Regions from separate parts of the Mus musculus genome. Here region 2 is linked to region 1. A link is a contact called in public promoter capture Hi-C data. All regions are on one chromosome and are shown on one strand. Each heading gives the region's core, a stretch centred on a gene start, on an enhancer-like site or on the middle of the called end of the contact. The rest is flanking DNA. Distances are from core to core; before and after follow the strand shown.

Region 1 (3,929 bases), core at 422-2,921:
AGCCTGTCTTCTACCTCGGCTGGGGAGGAGACTGTGAGAACAGATTCTGCCCTGCTTCAAACCAACATGGTGATTTGGGCTTCTCATCTATAAAATGGGAATAATGATAGCATTAAACTAATAAGGTTTTATGGCATAGAAAAATCTTCCATGACTAAGTATTTAATAAATATGTTATAAAGGAAAAAAGATAGAAACAGGAAAGAAGGAAGGAAGGAAGGAAGGAAGGAAGGAAGGAAGGAAAGAAAGAAAGAAAGAAAGAAAGAAAGAAAGAAAGAAAGAAAGAAAGAAAGAAAGAAAGAAAGAAAGAGAAGGAGGAGGAGAAGGGGAAGGGGAAGGGGAAGGAGTGGTAGTAGTATTCTGGAGGATCACTTTTTCCTGTGGTTCCCCTTTGCACAGCCACAGACTGAGAGGCCACACTTGAAAGAGAGTTTAGCTGATAAAATAGCAAGTAGCATTTGGGTCAAAGGGACCACGAGCTCCTAAGCATGGACAGCTACACGATGAGACATTTTCCCTTGTTATTTTGGGATGGGACCCTTTACAGCTTCAGGGTTGATCATATCAAGTGGGAAGTGAGGGTTAGCAGAGAGGAGGGGAGGGGAGGGGAGGGGAGGGGAGGGGAGGGGAGAGGAGGGGAGGGGAGGGGAGAGGGTACCCCCTGCAACCCCCACAGGAGAAAAAGCCAGTCTCCCCATAGAAGCATCTTGGAGGGCTGGCTTACAGTGACCTTTTAGGGAGTGGGTTAAGGGTGACTTTCATCTGCCCATCCAATGGTTTCTAGCTCCAGGGTGCTTTAGTCATTTGAGAGGAAAAAACTGTCCTCTGGAATCTGTCCAATACTAAACACTACTAAATTGGAGAAAGAGTGGGTACAAACAAAACACCTCATAAAAGGGGCAGAGGAGACTAGAACCAGGCAAAGCTATAGGGCCAAGGCCTCTGAAGGGGCGGCAGGTCCCTGGGTAGGGGTGGGGTAAGTGGAGAGACAGTCCCAAGCTTGACTGAAGGCATAGTAGGTACAGTTCCATTCAGACTCGAGGGCAGACCCAAGAGAGCAAGCATCCACAGTTGTCCAGAAGGTGCTGTGACATAAACTTACACGTTGCCCCTGGATTTCAAGTATGAACAGAGGGGGTGGCTGCTGCCTAATCCCTCACAACACCATGTCAAAGATCCAAAGAACCCAGTGTGGTCCTGCTTCCAGGGCCTGCAGATTGAACACAGAGGAGTCATCTCCTTGCAACCTGCAGCTCTAGGCTGATGTGAGTGTGGACGAGAGAGGGAGAGAACTTATGCTTACGCTGAGGATAGTGGTCAGTGAAGGATGTGTGTGTGTGTGTGTGTGTGTGTGTGTGTACTTCAAAGAAATCCTAGTAAGAATAGTGTGTACATGCACAACACCAGGGCAAATGCTCCCCTCCCCTCATCCCCCCTCGCCCATCTACCTACTTCTCACCAGGTTGGGGAATGAGACTTCAAATCTTTTGCTCATTAGCCTGGAACAAATTTACACTTGTCTTAGGGAACATGAAAACTGTTTCCAGTAATTTTAGAGACCGTGTGCTCGTCATCGTATGGCCACACGTGTGCAATAACAGAGCACACAGCACACCCTGGGACAGGAATAACAGTTCTTTTACTTAGAGAAAGGAAGGATAATGGTTACTTAGAAAGTGTCCCAGACAAGCTGTCAAATTGAATTCAGAAACTTGGAGTCTGACTCCAGGGCCGGGCTGGCTGGCTGGACTCCCCTGAGATTGGGGTTTCCTGCCTGCCAGGGCTCAGAGACAACGATTCTTTGTTTCCAGTTTCTCAATCTCTCTCTCTCTCTGTGTGTGTCTCTCTCTGCCTCTCTGCCTCTCTGTCTCTCTTTCTCTGCCACTTTTTCTCGAAAATAAGTAAGTAAAAATAAAAATTTTTAAAAATCAAACACATCTCTTAAAGAGGGTCAGATAGGAAACAGACAAGACATTAACTCTGGATTTTTTTTTTAAGTTAAAAACAAAACCAAATACAAACCAGAGAGAGAAAGCTACTGTTTATCTATAATCACAAATCTTGCCTCTGGACCACAGAAATAGCTGAGAAACACACAATTACACACCCTCACCCACACACAAGCACACACACATAGATACAGACACAGACATACACAGACACAGACAGGCAGACACACACACAGATACAGACACAGACATACACACATACAGACAGACAGGCACACACACACACACACACACACACACACACACACACACACACACCACATCATTTCTATTCTTGTTTCTATGTTCACCTACTCTCCCCTCCCCATAGACTCACAGTCTGAATGTGGGCCTCCCAAGAGCACGCCACCCTCGTTCACTGTACACAGGTGTGGAATGCAGACATTCTGCTCGTTTAACTGTCCTCCCACTCAGATAAAACTTATCATTGTCTTTACAGTCACAGAAAAATTCCAAGATACATAAAAGGGAAAAAGTCCAGTGAAGCCTTACTGGGGCCCATTGCTCTGCTGAACAATTAAAAGCCATGGCCAATCTCACTTTAGCTCCACCCCACTACCACTGGGCCTTAGTATTTTGAGGCAAATTCCTGGCTCCTGCTTTGGGCTCCATACCTGAGATTCCAGTCTCACCATGAAGTGCCTAAGCACATTGTCTCCAGTGCTGGAGACCTACCCAAGGGTCACACATGCCACCCGCTGACACTTTGTTCACGTGTATAGGGACTCACCTTTTTCAAAATACCACCCAGAACACACGTGGAGGCATATGGCAGTGCCTACACACACCCCAGAATCAGAGTTGCCCCTCCTACATTTCTATATCCACATCCAGCTTTTCCAGAGACACCCCTCCCTCCCCCACCCCCACACACATTACACCATAACCTCTCGGATGATGTCATTCTGAACTCCGATGGAGAGGGTGTGTGCAGGAGGCAGCAGGGCGACTTTCTGAGACTCTACTGCTCATCTGCAGGTGTGATTGGCGCCCCTTGGCTATCATATTTCCAAGATTCTGGAAGGTTTATTGTATGGAGCAAATCCTCCATAAGTCAGAGAATCAATGAGCAACTGGGAGAAGGCAGAACGACTCACAGAATTCAGGTCCATTCTTTACTAAGGCACTGACCACCTACATCCTTTGCATGAACACACTGGGCCAGGGAGATGGCTCAGTGAGAAAAGTCACTTGTTACTAAACCTTGAAGATCTGAGTTCAAATCACAGAACCTACATGGTAGAAGAAACCAACTCTGCATGTGTTGTCTCTGACCTCTGCCCTTGAGCTATGGCATACCACCCATACCACACAAAAGGTAAACTAATATAATACTAAAAAGTCCTATACAGCTTGGATCTCTCATATACTAAATGCTTGTGGTCTGACGTATTTTCAGTCTTCTGTAGTATCTTTCAGGTTAGGGTGGCTTTGGCTGGTCTCAACCATTTTATGGCCTTTGATTCTTTTGGGGGGTGTTGTTTTGTTTTTGTTGTTTTGTTTTTTTGTTTTGTATAAAAGATATTCAGTAGGTATTTTCAACTGTGGCTCTTCCTTCCTTCCCCTTGGAGATCTTGAATGTGACAAGTGACTTTGCATTTATGAATGTGATTTGACAGCACTTCCTGACATCGCCTATAGGGGTCTCTCCCTAGGAAGGTTTTGAGCAGCTTGGCTTCTCAGCTATGGTGGAGCATCCTGCACAGCGCTATACCATCCATTAGAGTACAATATCTTCACATTGTTAGCCTCTGGTAACCCTCAAATATATTTCCCCAACAATAATGTTAATTACTATTAAATTCGGGTCATAAATCATAATAATGAACTGTTATGAATATAATTTATCAAGCATTTTTGGCATGTCAGACATCATGCTGATTTACAAGGGCATGGAAATTAGCCTCACTTTATACATGA
Region 2 (3,929 bases), core at 999-3,498, 630 kb after region 1:
GACAGTTCAATCGGTCATTATTTTCTTCCTGCCCTTTGACCCAGACCTAAATCTACAGAGACAGAAGATGAGGGCCTCACACCCTTAGATGGACATGGATGAAGGGGGTCTAACCTGGGCAATCCACTGAGATTTTTATAGCCCTGCTATTGTCTATGGTTATGTTTGCCTAAGCTATGTGCAGAACACAACAGGATTCTTGTGGAATTTAGGTTTGGAAATGGTCAATTGTGGAAATCCCCTCAATTACTTAGAATTTAGAGAAATGTCTATACACTGGGCACTAGGGTAGAGGCTGAGTTAAAGAAGAGGGAGATGCTTGGCATGTGGTGATGAATAATTAAAATAATCTTGGATTAAATTTTACTTATTCTTTGACCTTGTTTAGCTTCATGGAGGACAAATGTGACCTTCAAACCAAGGTGATGTGCTTTATTACGCAGGAACATAGTAATATAATGCACAAATGTGCATACATTTCTGCTTGAGATTTTTTTGTTGTTCTCTAGTCCAAAAGAAGTTGTGTGATAGACTTTTCTAGAGTTGGCTTTAAAAGAACCAATGCCTAGGAGCTACCTACAGTGATCACAGGGACACAGCTAAATTCTTGAAGCTTCTAATGTGTTTCTAAAGCATAGCCAGGGATGAGTCAACTGTTTGATAAGGCAAAGTCAAATATGACATAGAGAAGAGCTTATTACCAAATGCCTGAGGCAGCTTTGAATAGCTTTGATCCTGCTGGCCATGTACACACCAACAGTTTATGCCCTATAAACTAACTCAGCAGTTAACAGTTGTCTTTACAGGCATCTTCAAGATCCATATTGAGTCTATTTCTTTAAAAAAAAAAAAACCTCTCTAGCAGAAGTCTTGCCCTTCCTCCCTTCCTCCCTTCCTCCCTTCCTCCCTTCCTCCCTTCCTCCCTTCCTCCCTTCCTCCCTTCCTCCCTTCCTCCCTTCCTCCCTTCCTCCCTTCCTCCCTTCCTCCCTTCCTCCCTCCCTCCCTCCTTCCCTCCCTCCCTCCCTCTCTCCCTCCCTTCCTTCCTTCCTTTCTTTCTTGTGTGTGTGCATGCAGGCATGTGTGAGTGTGGGTACATATGTATGTAACATGTACACATACATATGTAGCACATGTATAGAAGTCAAAGACTGATGTTGGGTGTCTCCTTCCCTTGATCTCCACTTTGTATTTTGAGGCAGTGTCTCTGAACTGAGCCTGAGCTTGCCCATTAACTAGTCGGTTGTGCTGGCTGGTTTTACTTCACCATGATACAGGCTAGAGTCATCTGACTGGAGGGAACTTTGATTTCAAAAATGTCTCCAAAACATCTAGCTGTGGGCAAGCATGGCAAGCATTTTATTAATTAGTGATTGATGGGGAGGGGACCAGTCTACTGTGGCTGTTGCCACTCATGGTCCTGGGTTCTATAAGAAAAGAGACTGAGCAAACCAGAGAAAGCAAGCCAATAAGAAGCACCACTCCATGGCCTCTCCATTAGCTCTTGCTTCCAAGTTTCTTGCATGATGGAGTTCCTGCCCTGACTTCCTTGGATGATAAATAGTGATTTGGAAGTGTGAGCCAAGCCAACCCATTCCTTCCCAAGTTGCTTTAGTTAGGGTGTTTCATACAGCAATAGCAGCTCTACCTAGGACATCTACCTAAACTTGGATCCCCTCTTGTGTGCTGGGATTACACAACCAACATTTCTGTGAGTATCAGGGATGTGAACCCACATTCTTGTGCTTGAGCAGTAATCTACTGAGTCATCTCTCCAGCCATAAAGTCTCAGCCTTCCTTTTGCCCCCTGCTTCTCTGGACTACTGGATTAGGCTTGGGAATCCAACCTTGATCTCTTTAACCTAAGCAGTACATTCAAGTGTATACTCACTACGTGAGAGTCGAAGTTCCATGAACACAAACACAAAGCAAGCAGAAAGGAAGAGAAGCAGACCAGGAAGGGCCTTTTGCAACATGTTCCTCTTAAGCTTGCTCTGCCCCAAATTCAAACCCAGGCTTGCCTAATTCCTGTTATGCCCACCTCAATGTCCCTCAACTCTTGGACATTTGGAGGCCTTTAGGACAAAGCAGCTGGCTACTCCATGGCTCACATCCCTTTGTTTCTGTCATCCTTGTTCTAAAGTGCCCACTAGCCTTAACTCCAGGTACTGAAAAAAGTATGACATTTATGATACTTTTAACCACTCTCCTCCCCCTTCAGCAATGCCCCTCTTCTGACTCTGAAAAATCAACTCCCTTGACAAATGTCAGTAAACTGACCTTCCTAGTAACCTGGATTAGGGGATCGACAACTAAATGTAAAACCGTGATTAGCCAAGGGCATTTGAAGGAGAATCAGGTGTTCCTATCTTCCTCTCCCAGCGCCAAGGCCTAGCTCTCTATTTACAGAGCACAATGTTGCTGTGATAGCCTAATTGATTTATAATGTTTTTCTCCATATTGTAGCATGTGTGCAATTAGTTCTTGAAAAGGAAACACAGCTCAGCTCAGTTGCCGCATCTGCTTCTAGTCAGGGACTTACAATTTCATGCCCTGTTTTCCAGATGGCTTGATTAACATGCAAGGAAACCTAGTGGCTTGGCCAGGGCTGCAGATGAAACCAAGTAATCTCAGGTATAATTAGACCTGGGAGAAATATTCCTGATGGGAAGAAATCTCAGCAAAATCTCAAGATAAATAAAGTACACTGGGGAAGAGGGTGGGAAGGTGGAGACACATGGAGTGTGTGTTTTAGTTTTGTTGTTGTTTTTGTCTTTGTTGTTATTCATACATTAATGCATTAGTTTATCCACGGAGCATGTAATCATTGAAAGCTTAGTAGATCACAGTTTCTCATTGATTTTACAGTGGTTAATCAAGTAGTGTTTTATTTTTTTATGGAGTCCATGGTTTGTATATGGACTTTGTAACTTTGTAGTCATAGTGAAGAAAATATGAATGCACAACAAGTGTCATGGTCTGAGAGGTACCCATGTTCTGAGTCAGAGACTTCTCTGGGGACTTCCAATAGAGAAGAGATTAGCTTCAAATGGGTACCAGCACTTTACACCAAGTGAGCAACAGATTAGAGAAAAGGTCTTGTTGAATTCCAGGAATATTAGGAAGGCCACTGTAGCTGCTCTAGGAGGAGTGGGAAAGTTTTATAGAATGAGAAGGAAACCTCAAGAAAGAAGTTAAACAAAATAGAGGATTCCCATTTCCTCTTAAGCCTTAAATATTTCTTTCACGGAATAGAAGCAAAGCAAACCTTGGATATCTAAATGAGTGGTGGTTGTGGGCAGCATGTGGATATCAACAATGGAAATGCAATGGATGGTTTAAAGAGATGTCAAGAGAGCAAGAGTAGGTGAAGTTTGGTGGTGTGTTGCAAGCAGATGATAACGTTGATCTATAATTTTTCTCAAGTAATAGAAAATACCATGCCCTGAACTGAAACGGGGCAACCTGAGAAATATTAGTTTATCATAAAGATGGAATTTCATATAAAAAGCAAAGTCAGTAATTTTGAAAGAAAGAATAGTTTGAAAGGAGGAGGAGGCTCAAGACTGAGGCTTCAGGTGTTCCAACTGCAGATGTCAAACTCGAAGAGTTCTCATAAGGAAGTGTGTCTGAAGGATATGCTATCCAATAGGCTAACAGGAAAAAGTATATACTAGACACCATAGAAATTGTATGTGAATTGGAATTAGGAGCATGGAGGGCATTCATAACCTACAAAGGAAGCGTTTCAATATTGTATTTTATGCTACATGGCATATTTACAAAAACTACAAACATAATAGCAGACTCATTCCAGAGAAGGTATCTGATAAACACAAATACACACACTTCTGTTTTCCTACATGAATGTTGAAGGGCACATCTGGACAGCTGAATGGTTCACCCAGAGCAGATTTTTCTCTATGTTCATT

Evidence for each region. Promoter capture Hi-C pulls out the DNA fragments that hold promoters and counts their contacts.
Region 2: a promoter capture Hi-C map of frontonasal cranial neural crest shows a contact between it and region 1. The contact joins two enhancer-like sites. A contact is called at or near these places in 7 of 39 promoter capture datasets (cranial neural crest, frontonasal cranial neural crest, maxillary cranial neural crest and 4 more), 1 of 484 Hi-C or Micro-C datasets (B cells) and 1 of 115 datasets of contacts at active chromatin or transcription factors (stem cell-derived neural progenitor cells).

The regions. Positions count from the first base shown.
Region 1 is chr9:32,442,325-32,446,253 of GRCm38.p6, forward strand. The region is part of intron 5 of Fli1 (Friend leukemia integration 1); the gene reads right to left. Among named protein-coding and RNA genes, the nearest start is that of Gm22060, 2.6 kb to the right of the region's middle. Within about 2 kb of position 1,672, at least 11 of the 459 cell types and tissues checked have an H3K27ac peak or open chromatin away from gene starts, as enhancers often do.
Region 2 is chr9:33,067,798-33,071,726 of GRCm38.p6, forward strand. The region is part of intron 1 of Gm27166 (a long non-coding RNA gene); the gene reads left to right. Among named protein-coding and RNA genes, the nearest start is that of Gm27166, 38 kb to the left of the region's middle. Within about 2 kb of position 2,249, at least 1 of the 459 cell types and tissues checked has an H3K27ac peak or open chromatin away from gene starts, as enhancers often do.